2 separate regions of the Zea mays genome follow, and region 1 is linked to region 2. A link is a contact called in public Hi-C data. All regions are on one chromosome and are shown on one strand. The core of a region is the stretch at or near the end of the contact, and the rest is flanking DNA. Distances in the headings are between cores, read along the strand shown.

Region 1 (6,671 bases), core at 955-3,454, 790 kb before region 2:
GGCCATCACTTCGTTTTACCTAGCCTACGGAGAACCTTCGTGCCACCCTATGTGCGGGAGCCGAATGTATGCTTGTACATTCATTTATCAGGAGAAATGGAATAAAATGCTAAGGCATATGCGATGAGTTGAATATGAAGTCCCACTTTGTCGCTTTCATGTTGTTTCATTATGTCTCTCTGAAAACCTTCGTCCCTTGTTCTAACACTTCGAAGAAGTGTTAAATCAAGAACGAAGGTCTTTACATCTAACTTCTGTTGCCTTGATTTTCGATGCCTTTAGGAGAATTGAAATCGAGTACCAACATCTCTTGAAAACCATACAAGGTTGGCCAAAACATTCGAAGTGGAATCTTCTTTGTCCTGTAGAACGATCGCCCAGACCCAGAATCAAAGGACAGTGGTCAATCACTTGAGGTTGTCTTTTGATTGAACCATAGACAGAACCATGTTGATGCATTTATTTTGCTCTTGTATAGTGTTTTGGTTAAGAAAATGTTTGCGAACCCGTCTCATCTCGTCTATCTCACTCTGAGGATTTTTTCCAACCTTTCCGGAGGTGTTTTCCTTTTTTCCTAAGTCGAGATCTTCACGTTCGAAGTTCATCACAATATTTCCTTGATCTCTAACCATTTTGTTCGAGCTCATTGGGTCCCAAAAAGTTCCCATAATTTTTCTTGGATTTTTCTAACCACCCGAAGTCTTTTTTAGGGATTAAAACAGTTTTTTGGAATTATTTGAACCCTGAAAATGATATTCCAAAATTTAAAAATCCGACCCAAACTTAATCCATCTCGGCAAAAAAACCTCTCATATAAATACAACAGTGCATCCACCGTTTTGCCAACAAGCGTGCCGATCCCCCCTCCCGCGTCGAGGCCCACACGGCCACCAACAGGAATGGGATTAGGATAACAGGGGGTTAAGAAGTGGTGGGTTCAGCACTCAAACAAGTTGCTGGAACGTTGTAACTGCCAAGGGTCTGTTTGGATTCTGTGGGCAAACAATAGAAGCTAAAAAATATCTCTAGACCATCCAAACATGAGGACTAATGGTTTGAGCAAACTTTTAGCCAAGTTCTTGGATAACTGTTAGTTCATTAGCCAAGTACAACTAACTAACAAGGGCTAATAGTTCATTGATATATATATGCACTTTTAGCCTAGATCCAAACATTCATAGTCTTAGCCGATCCAAAGACGCTTTGAACTAACAACACCTCCAATGCAACAATGGATCGATACAGGTAGCAATTGTGGATCAAATCCGTGGTTTTTACCTTTAGCACCGAACCACCAAACCTAAGTTGTACAGTACACAACAATTAATTGTTCATTATCAACCACGAAACATCTCAGCCAAGAAACTGCAGGTGAAAATAGTTGGCAAGTCCCTGCTTTACCTACCCTGATGTAATCTCTGATGAAACAGGACGGCATGAACCGCTGAGGGCGGCAGAAGGTGAGCCCCACCAACCTCCGGAGATCCTCCGGCCGCTGGGGCAGCAAAAGACTTGCAGCCTCGGCGATATCCTCAACGGCAAAGAGCCCCGCGGCCAGATCGGCCTCCTCGAGGCAAACACCGGCCGCGACTAGTACAAGCCGCTCCACCGCTGCCGGAAACGCGTGGGCGAGGTGGTATGCTACGAAGCCGCCGTAACTGACCCCGACGACGGCGTACCGCTGCGGGGCGCCAGGAAGCGCGGCCATAGCGGCGGCAACACAGGCAGCCTGATAGACCGGGGAGCGGTCTGCTGCGGGGGAGGATGAGGCGCCAAAGAAGACGAGGTCCGGGACATAGGGGGCCAGACCGGCAGCGAGGAGCGGGCCGAGGAAGGGCGCCCACTGCCAGGTGGCTTGTGCGCCGAAGCCGTGGAGAAGCAGAACAGGGTATAGGGGCTTGGCGGGGTCGGCGGCAGGAGGCGGGAGCCACAGGTGTACGACGGCGCCATCGGGGAGCGGAATGGCCGCCGGGCGGAGCCCCGCGGAGCGGAAGGAGCGAGTGTAGCAGCGGTCACGTGCGATAGTGGGACTGAGGCGGCACTTCCACCGTCGCCGACCGCCAGCAGCGGGGGTCAGCGATGCGGGCGGTGAGAGTGGGGGCATTTTGTTTGCCGGAGGCGGGAGATCTGGGAGGGCGCGTCCGTGCGTGCGGACTGCGGACTGCGGATGGACTGCGGACTGCGGAATGCCTCTATGTTTGGTGGGACCGTGGGACTAGTGGCTCTCTTGTAGTTGTAGTGTCTGGTACTAGTCGTTCTAAGTAGTGTCTGAGATATAGAGACCAAAAAAGACTAAATCATATATTTTTTCTTTCTTTTAGATCTTGTTTAGAAGGGACCTAGTTTTAAAAATATAGTTTCTATCTCTAGTTTCTAGAAACTGGTTTATAATAAACTAGTTAATGGTGTTTGAAATTACCTCAATTTTCATGAACTAGTTTTAGTTAGGCGACATTAGCTTCTTGGATTTTAAGAAACTAGAAATCCAGATTTTATAAACTGGTGCATAAATTGATATGTTTGGAACCACCCTAATTTTTATAAACCAGTTTATTAAAAACTGAACAGACCCTTAGTCTCTGTGTTTGATAATTTAGTGATTAAAAGTGACTATAAGGTAGAGACTAAATTTTAGTCCCATGAAACTAAACAAGCCATTTGTCACGTGAAATTCTAGCTCGACATCATTGCCATTTGTCACTTGCAAGGTCCACATGGATCGGTGCATTGGATGACCCACAAATCAGAAACCAAACTGTATTATTCGGCAAGGAAATCCTCCAACCCAGTTTTTTTGTGTATATATAAGAAGTTAAACATGTACAGAATATATAGTTTACAAAGCTTGCAAAGCACAAAGAAAAAGGAGAAAACCACTGGTGTAGGCTATCCCTCCAAATACTCAAATGCTCCTTGATGTAATGCTTGGCTTTGGTGGACAATAGTCCAAGCTCTTTTTGAAAGTTTATTCACAACAAAGAACATTACAAGTTTTATTTACAAAATGACTCCATTTCTTGATATCCAAATAATCCAATAAGTTATAGTCACAATTTTTCTAAGTATATGGTTACTAAAGAATGTTCTAGCTTCACTCATTATGTCTAGAGATTGAAGATTCTAAAAGAATTTGTGCAAGTAAGAACATCCATCTCTTGAACAATGATGCCCTACGACATCATTCTTTCTCCTGAGCAAGTAAGAGCCAAACGAAGAATTTATGCTTACCAAGGTTACATGATGAAGTATTTATCATAATAGCGTAAAGAAGTATTACTTTGTTACATCATGATGTCCGAAACATCCACATAGGTCATTAACTTAATAGAAATCAAAGTGCTAAAGTGAAACGCAGTAAAGATAAGGCCTTCACAGGCAGCTGACTGGTGGTTTGCCGCTAATCTAGTCTAGAACTCCTCAAAGTCTTGGAACTCCTGAAAGTCCTCCGTGTGGCTTTCATCTTCTCCTGGGCAGTGGTTGCAATGTGGACAACCTAGTGTTTTGTGTTTAAGAAATGGTGAGTACACATCAACATACTCAACAAATATCCCGTTTGGCTAAAGTGGACTAGCTTTTTGTGGGGTTAAGCTCAAAATAGTTGCTTTTTGTAATGCCCAAAATCTGTATAAGAAAAAAAAATTAATAATAACAAAATAAATATATGAAGAAATAAAATAGTAAATTCTGACATCGCAACGTATGCTTGAGCAATGAATGTTGAGGACTGAATTATGAAAACCAAGAACTATTTTAGAAAAGAAGTAATAGAAAAGTTTTCTTCAACTAAATGATTATGCATATCATTAAATGATGCATCATAAGCATTTATTTACATGAATATTTATTTTTGAAGTAACTTATAATTCTCATCCCACATTCAAAATGCTATTTTCCCTAAAAAGAAACTAACAATATGAGTATGTCATAATTAAAACATCTACCAAACGAATAAAACTAATTAAAATAAATATATCTATTGCATCATTATTGAGTTTTGAGTGAGCATTATATATGAGTTTTGAACCTTATTTGAATCAGAATTAAGAAAGGATAGAAATTAAAAAATATATATAAAGGAAAGAAATTAACAAAACAGATTTTGGCCCACTTCTTCTTCCACTAGTCAAATGGCACAACATCTCCTCCTCACCAGCCCATTTTTTTACCTGCGACCGGCCATTCCTTTTCTCCCTATCGGCCCATCCGCCGTTTCCATTTCCGCGCGGCCCAGTATTGCGCGCGCGCCTGGACACTGTGGGGTGGGACCCGCGTGTCATCCCCTCACCAAATCAGCTCGCGCTGCTCCGTGGGATTGTTAGTGAGACCCGATGACCAGGCCCGTCTTCTCCGCTGGCCGTTCAGAACGGACCGCGCGCATCGCGCGCTCCCTTGACCGACCCCCTCCCACAATCGGACTCGGTCCCTGGGATAAGACCCCCATGGCACCTGCGTCTTCTCCTGTCCTTCTACAAAGCTTAGGCACCATGCCCTTGCCCTCTGACCCTCGCGTGCTCGCCGAGATGGTTGGTAGCCGCCACCATGGTCGAGCGCACTGATGAGAGAGAGAGGTTCGCCGTCCGCCATGACCGTGTGGAGCTTGCACCGCGTGCCACTGCCCCCACACCAACAGCCTCTTGCTCAGCCGCCTGTACACGCCATGCGCCCAGAAGACTTGAGAAGGTTGCTCGCCGCCGCGGGCCCGTCGTAAACACGCCAGGTGCCGAGCTTCGGTGGGCATCCCGACTGCTTCCACGACATCAGGTACAGAACCAACTCCCGCATTAGCTTAGACACGTAGATCATGTTTGTAGGCTTCATCGAGCGGGATTAGGTGGCGGCGGAGCTTTATTGCTCATCGGCGCGGGGAAATCCATTAGTTCCGCCGTGGCTTGTGGGCAGAGTGTTGCATCGCGCTAATCACGGTGAGGAAGCCTCCCCCTGAGTTCGCGCTGTCCTTCTTCGCGTATTACCTTAAGGAATCGAGATTTGGGGCGCCTGGTGGGGCTTTGGTGCGCTCCGGCGAAACTTGCCGCCATGGGCAGGGGGCGCTTCCGCCGTAGTGCTGGGTCGGGGAGAGAAGAAGATCCCTGGGCCATTGATCCGGTATCATGCGGCTGTGAATAGAATACATGTATCCCTTTGCGTGAGTGATCCGGTCCATTAGATGGAGATCGGGCGGCCGGGGTTACTAGTAGGGTTGGCGGGCGCCAGATTTAATCTGTGCCGTTCAGATCGAATCCATCGGCCCAGAAACCGTGATACCTCTTCACCACGCACGATTTGCTAAAGAGACCTTATATTTTACTAGAATAAACCAGTCGTGCCCTGGGGGAGTTTACTGAGTCTGAGTAACTTTTCGCTTAAGCCCCTGTGTTCTCGGCTAATAGTAGACACAGTCTAGGAGATAGAAAATCAGAGAAAATGATTTATAAAATGGATTTCTTATATAAAAATAATTCCAGAATCTTATTTAATCCTTAGAAAATTCATATGATGTCTAAATTAGTTCATTCCAATTTCTATAATTCTATAATATTATTTTTTTTTATCACATAGTACCTCTGTTTTGACATGAAAGTCACATTAAAAATTTATATTCTATTTAATCTGGTACAAAACACATAGAATCTTTAGAAATTCATAACTTAACATCTATAACTCCGATTGGATCCATTCAAGTTGTGTTAGTCTCGTACAAGTATTTACTACACAGTAGCAATATTTATTATACCAGGTCTCATTATTTTATAATTAGATCTGTATTTAACTGATGATTGGTTAAGTATGGTTAAACTACTTATCATTATAGACTATTAGAATATGATCTATAGTCAATTAATAACTTAATTTAAAGTTGACATAATTATTTATAGAATAATCTCTCATATAATTTATATTAACCAATTTATAATATAGTTTAGTATTTTAATCACACAAATCTTCTATACAATCATAACTCTGATTCTAGTGGTTCTCGATCCCGCGATCTCGTAGCAACGCGTAGATTATATTTATGGTGTATGTTCTTATGTTTGGTGTGATGTTAATTTTGTTTATACCATGTTTGTTTGTATTGCTACGACTAGCGGTGAGGTCACAAGGATCTGAAGAATCACCCTGGTAACTGGAATCTCAAGTGCCAGACAAGTTGTGTCCTTAACCACTTTTGTTTACCCAATAATGTTCTTTATTATTACTATTCAATGCATAGGTTTAATTTTGATGGGACCCAATAGGTTACCCTAGTCTGTTTATCATTTTACCCTTGTTTACCCCTGAATCACTTGGGTAGTTCTGCTATTGCTTTATATGGTTTTGGGTTAATATTTCATTATATCCATGTTCCAATTATGTTGTTATTTTATTTATGTTCATGTCAAGATCATTAAAAGTTAATTGGAACATGGAGCTTAACTTGAGAAACACGTGCCACCACAAGGGTTTAATGGACGCCCTTGGACAACTAACTAGGAAAGCTAGTGGAAGACTACCTTACCCGAAAGGGGCAAGGGCAGTAGGGGATTGCATGCAAGGAGTTTCTCGGGTTGATTTTGTTGCGATGGCGGTCAGACGGGGGATTCTTGCAAGTGCTCTTCCCATAAACTGTAGCGGGTTTTCGAAAGCTAGTGGAACTTTGTAAAGGCCTCGTAGTGGATCCCTAGCCATTCACC
Region 2 (6,838 bases), core at 3,727-6,226:
CGAGTAGTAGAGAACGTGGTCAAGACTCTTCGCAACATGGCAGATGATCCTCTGCACAGACTGCTCGTGTTTCGTCGTCAGACACTGCAGGAACCGACTGACATAGCCAACGGAGTATGCCAAGTATGGCCATGTGTGGATGAGGTAGCGAAGGCTCCCCCACAAGGCGCCGGTACTGAGTAGCGTCCACCTCCTCCGTCGTGTTGTCGCGACTCAGCTTCAGTCTCTTCTCCATTAGAGTGAGAGCTGGGTTGCAGTCGGTGAGACCAGTCAGCTCAACAATGCGCTTACGCGTAGGCAGTCTAGCGAAGTGTGATCTCGGAGTCACACTAGTGCACCTCAATCCCCAGGTAAGAGAGATGTCATAGGTCACTCATCTGGAAGGTGGCCTTCATCTTTTCCTTGAACGTTGTCACCTTTACATCCTTAGCGCTGGTGATCACCAAGTCGTCAACATAGACACCCACCAGCAAGGCATTTCCTCCATTGCCCCACCGATAGATGATAGCCTCGTACGGGATTGGCATGAAGACCACCCCCTTCAGCGTGGAATCCAACTTGGCATTCCACGCCCTCGATGTCTGTCGCAAGCTATAGACGGCCTTGCGTAGGCACAACACCTTGCCCTCCTTGCCATAGAGGGTCAAGGCATCGTCGAAGTCGATCCCTTCTTGCTGCAAGAAACCGAGTAAGGGTGATCGTGTGCTTGACGATGGCGCCGGCTTCATCCCTATTTAGTTTGAACACCCACTTAAGGGTGATCGCGCGGTAACGACACCCACTTAAAGGTGATTTGCGATCCCTAGCAAGGAGGGCAAGGTGTTGCGTCTACGCAAGACCCTCTATGGCTTGCGACAGGCACTAATGACGTGGAATGCCATGTTGGATTCCACGCTCAAGAGGATGGGATTCATGCCAAGCCTGCATGAGGCGGTCATCTATCGGCGGGGCAATCAAGGAAATGTCCTGCTGGTGGGTGTCTACGTCGACGACTTGGTGATCACTTGCTCCAAGGATGCAGAGGTGGCAGCGTTCAAAGAAGAAATTAAGGCCACCTTCCAGATGAATAACCTAGGGCATATCTCCTACCTGGATTGAGGTGCACTAGAGTGACTCTGAAATTACACTTCGCCAGACTGCCTACGACAAATGCGTTGTTGAGCTGATTGGGCTCACCAACTCAAACCCAGCTCTCACTTTGATGGAGGAGAGGCTGAAGCTGAGTCGTGACAGCACGATGGAGGATGTGGACGCTACTCAGTACCAGCGTCTTGCGAGGAGCCTTCGCTACCTCGTCCACACACGGCCGGACTTGCATAGTCCGTCGGCTGCGTCAGTCGGTTCCTGCAGCGACCGACGACGGAGCACAAGCAGGCTGTGAAGAGAATCATCCTCTATGCTGTGGGGAGTCTCGACTACGGTCTCTACTACCCGAGGTGCCCTAGGGAGCCACACCTTGTCGGGTACAGCGACAGCGACCATGCTGACGACATCGACGCCAGCAAGAGCAAAGCGGGATCCTCTTCTTTCTCGGTAAGTGCCCCATCAACTGGCAGTCGGTCAAGCAGCAGGTGGTGGCCATGTCCAGCTGTGAGGCCGAGTACATAGCAACCTCCACCGCTTCAACTCAGGCACTCTCGCTTGCTCTACTGCTCGATGATCTCCTCGGGGAGAGACACTAGAGCAGTGGAACTCAAGGTGGACAGCCAGTCCACTCTGGCTTTGGCCAAGAACCTCGTGTTCCATAAACGGAGCAAGCACATCCGGGTGAGATACCACTTCATCTGAGACTTCTTGGCAGAAGGGAACATTAAGACACGCTATATCAGCACCAAAGATCACCGAGAAATAAACGAAAAAATTGTCCCAACTCATAGTGTCGTCCTCTCGATGGGAGTAAGGGGGTAGGGCTAATAGTTAGCGGCAAAATTAGTTGAGACATCCAAACACCTAGCTAATAGTTCAACTATTAGCTATTTTTAGTAAATTAGTTAATAGTTAGTTAGCTATTTGTTAGCTAGCTAATTCCACTAACAATTTTTAGCCAACTAACTATTAGTTCTAGTGCATTCAAACACCCCCTAAGAGTCTCGTTGTTTACACTGGCTGGGGCAATAGCCCTCAGAAGAATGGCCATAGTTTCTTCTGGGTGGTTGTTTGTGTTTTTCCTGTCCTTCATGTTTTTCCTTTCTTTATATGGCTGCCAAAATGGCGCCTTGTGTTCGGTCTACTTTGGACCTTTCTCTTTCTTCTTAGTTCTTAATATAATTAATGTGTAGTTCTCCTACGTATTCGAGAAAAAATAGTAGAACACTATGATGGAGCATGCATACAATGCCTGCCAAGTATTGCCCTGTTTTCTAAGCAATAATATTCCAAAATGTCAGGTTATGCCTGGCCTAGCTTACAAAATTTGTTCCGCCATATCATATTGTAACATATATGCCTCTAAGCAATACTTTTTCATTTCTTAATGATACTAGAAAAGCGAAAGGGCCTCCAACTAAGTTGGCTAGGTGGATCTAGTAGCACTCCTAAGGTCCTAGGTTCAACTCCAAGTGGGAGCTAAATTTCAGACTAAGCCAATCCTGGTCATGCATATTCTCACATGGGTGATGACACCATGTATCTGATGTCCTAACGGAGAAGTTTGTATGATTCCAAGGAAATGAGCCCACGGAAGAGAGATGCTCAGGACCGCATATACAAGATAAGGTAGAGCAATTTTGTGATCTGGCTCCTTACTTTTCTAAGAATTCCTAGAAACTTCCTTACTACTGATTGCTTATATTCTGCCCCATAGAAGTTATATTTTCTCACACGATACTAACAGATATACTTTTGTTTGTTGTTTTTGATCTCATATCCTCCTATCTGGCACTATAGCAATAAGAATTACACACATGATGGTGCTTATTTCATATAGTTAGTCACTTACATATACAATAGTATATACTGGCGTAAATGCCTAGGAAACACCTAGGCACGTCTAAGCTCTATGTGGAGGGTCACCACCTAGAGAGCACCTAGTGCCTTTTGTAATTGTAATCTTTAATAAAATATAAATTAGTGTGAACAATACCTATAGAAGTTTTAAGTTCTGAACTCTGAAATACAACAGATAAGGAACCAAAGATTTCATCTTGTTTGCCTGTGCCACACCACTGGTTAACAATTATAGTTGCCATTTGAATGCAAAAAAGTAAATACCTCATGTTCCGGTAGCATGATTATATGCAGCTTACAGCTAAAGAGGGAAAGGGCCTTTTGCACAAATCCATAAGGAGGGCAATGGTTTCTTTGAAATAGAATGGAATCATAAGAGGTATTTATTTCAATTGGATGTAGTGTTTTTGCTTTACTTTTGGGCAGTTATTGCTTCTCAAGTCTGCTTTGTAGTTGCATGTAATTTAAAAGATCATGTGATCTTGAAGACCACTATTTCCATTTCTTACACTGTTTCGCAGTACACAGACAAGATGAATCATGTGCAGCTGCAGTTTAGAAAATACACAGCAGTTGAGTTTCATGCTATGTTACTTTATAATGTTCAAAGACAAAAGTAACTGTCCTTCGAAAAGAATAAAGTGACATATTCCCTGGTATAAATACAAAAAAAGATAACAATTATCTCCTGCTAGAATGACAGCAGTTATACAGGTTAAGACACATACCACCGTGGTATTGCCTGGGGCAAACTAACGTATTCACTCTAATTCAGAAAACCTTCTCTAGCTACAAATATAACACGACGTATGAATGTCAGTCTGGGGTAGTCAACAACTCAACATCATTTCTATATTGTCCACTATGACATCAATAACATCAAAGTTTGGACAACAAAGATTGAGTATTTCTAATTTTTTATTCGAGTTCAGTGATGACTGCTTCCCTAGACACCAGAGAAACATGCATTCCTATAAACAAGATTGGTTCATCTATAATATATAATTTATTTATTTATTTCAGAGTGCAGAGATCTAAAGACGACTCACTGTTCTGATTCATTAATTGGCAGCACCATCAAACATAAGGAGTATGGCCAGATCTAGATCCAATGTCCAACAATGTACTACTGAGTATTGAGTACAGAGAATCATAAACTACTCCATGTCCCGATCAAGAAGTCCACGGTCTACGAACAGTGGTCGGAGCGAGCACCTAACATCCTAGATCTCGCTTGACTATTCATCACCACCAAAATATTAAAAGCCAATGGATCCATAGATTGCACACTCATGTCCATTTAGCTAGCATGTATTAAGCGCACGTCTGCGAGATCCCCTAGCGCAACTAGACATTTCGTATCAGAACCAGATATTCGTCAAAATGAGAGAGAAAGAAAAAGAAAACACAAGTGGATCTAACTAGAACAAATCTGTTGTGGAATCGAACAAGTTACACGTGCAATGTTGTCATGGACGAGGAGGACGAGCGCTAACCTTCTGCACAAACCAACACTAAACATGCAGCCGACTTTGTAGTTTAAGGACGTACGAGGCTCGACGCCATTCTCACACGCCCAGAGCAGTAAAGCGCATCCAAACAACACTCCGTTGAACCAAACAGTATGTACACAGCCAGATCCAGAAGGGGAGGGGGGAAGTTTATTCGAATTCAGCAAGCATATCAGTAGCATAGCAAAGCCATACGAGAGGGAGGGAACGGTGAGGCGTCGAACCGGCAATGTAGGTGGATGCGGGGGTCTCGAAGCCCGCGCGGCAGTTGTCGCACCAGACGCGGCCGCGCACGACGAAGCTCGCCTGGAGCGGGCGGAGGTCGCGAGACGCGGAGGACGGCGCCGCTGCAAGCAGAGCCGCCGCGAGCAGCGACACCACGAGCAGGAGGGACGGGCGGAGGGATGACATTGCCTTCGCCGCCGTCACCGACACGAGTGGCTCTGCGGCTGAGAGAGCGAGAGCGGGGAAGGATGCGAATGCGTGGGATGACGGCCTGCGGGCGGTGCGTGTGAAGCGTGAAGAGGAATAATGGTCGCCCCGAGTCCGCGTGGTGGGGCAGCGTGGAATTATGTCGGCATGTGGAGGGCGGTGTGCGCGCACCGCACGGTGAGTCGGTGACAGCCATATTAACAAAAAAAAAAATCCAACGCATTTTCTCTTCATTAATTGTGTAGAAGTAGCATTTGATTGGTTGGGAGGTTAACGAGACCTAACACATTGATCACATTTCGTACTTCACCATGGCTGAAGGCAATGCACTAGTAGACGTGGAAACGGATCGAATACGCACGGATACGAATTTGAATGTTACAGTTTACTATATTTTAGTACGGATTCGAATACAAATTCGAATATCTTCGGATGCGAATACAAAACGGATAGTCAAATCCGAATTCTTATTCGGATATTTACTCAATTCAACTCAAACAACATACCATAAAATTTAACATATGTATATGTGGATTTTTATTTAAGTACAAGTTTATAGATAGTCAAAACAAACTTAAATTAAAATAGATTTCTTATGATACTCCATATCCAAGTTAACAAAACTATATAAATAATATTTTTAAACTATCGAATCATGTAACAAAAGGTAAACAACAACACGCGATATTTAATAAGTGACATTTGTACAAATACAAGTAAACTAAAATTGATATCAAATGTGTGTACCAAAACTTAAATGAAAACATGAAGAAATTTATCTATATATTGTAAAGTGGAGAGTTACAGTTGAATGTTTATGGAACTTCGTTGAGATGTGTTCTCTAAGATAAAGTGGAGAGTTATAATTGAATGTTTATAAAATATATTGAATTTTATTATTGAATATCGCTAGAAATATAAGGTTGATATATTTAGTTATTTATCATACAAATATTTTTAAAATATTTTAAATGATATATATCATTTTTCTAGTATATTATTAAACTTAAAATCATTTGTAATTGGTAATTAGTGATAAAGTTAAGTTTTAAATGATTTCATGAACATATTTTTTCACGAATACAGATAGTATAGGATGTTTCATGGTTTTTTTAATACGAATATGGAATCTGATAGAGAAAAGTACTATAAATCGAATTCAGATACATCGATTTGATATCTGTATTGAAATCGAATACGGATACGGATATCCATATTAGTAGTTTTAGTAAATATAAATATGAATACAGATAATTCGGATTTCTAGACATCCATTTCCAGCCCTATGCACCAGCCAATCACATCGATCGAGCGTCCACACGATATCAGATAGAGTAAATGTTATATTTGGTGCATGAGCTACACACTCTATAATTTAGAGGAGGGTGTAGCGTACGTTGTTGGAGCAAAAAACGAGACCACCAAACGGTTTACAGTTTGTTGCTGGACATAGTCTAAGGCTGTTTTCAGCAACGTCCCCTAAATTTGATCCCCTAAAGGAATATTTTTTGTCCTTTACAGCACTCTCTAAAATATTATGTACTCTATATCTTCTTCATCTCCAGCAATATCCCCTAAATTTCATCCTCTATATCAACAGTGTACTAGATTTGACATTCTATATTATTTTTTACTACTCGTCACCACGTGACCGTACAGACACAAAAAGGTGTACAGTGTATAGAGCACCCTCTATAGATAGGGGACGCATGCCATCCTCTAAATTTTAGAGGACGCTTTAGAGTTCCTTGCTGGAGGGATAAAGGACCTGACCGTCCTCTATATTTAGAGTACAAAACCTTTACAGTCTCCTGCTGGAGACAGCCTAAGACCGGCTCCAGCAAGATATTTTAAAAGCTCCTCTACCCTAAATATAAATGATTAAATGTTCTCCTACACTCTCCAGCAGCGTTCTCTAAATGGTCCTCTAAATTTAGAGAACGCGGCTA

Evidence for each region. A called contact is a pair of places that touch in the nucleus more often than the background predicts.
Region 1: a Hi-C map of ear shows a contact between it and region 2, with 2.3 times the contacts expected there. The contact joins the promoter of LOC100283512 here to the promoter of LOC100280588 in region 2. A contact is called at or near these places in 2 of 25 Hi-C or Micro-C datasets (ear and tassel).

The regions. Positions count from the first base shown.
Region 1 is chr1:142,464,165-142,470,835 of Zm-B73-REFERENCE-NAM-5.0, reverse strand. LOC100283512 reads right to left here and starts at 2,204. Exons shown (of 5, transcript NM_001156412.2): 1 at 1,406-2,204. The coding sequence starts at 2,104.
Region 2 is chr1:141,679,349-141,686,186 of Zm-B73-REFERENCE-NAM-5.0, reverse strand. It overlaps LOC100280588, which reads right to left and starts at 4,976. Exons shown (of 2, transcript NM_001153507.1): 1 at 4,682-4,976. The coding sequence starts at 4,868.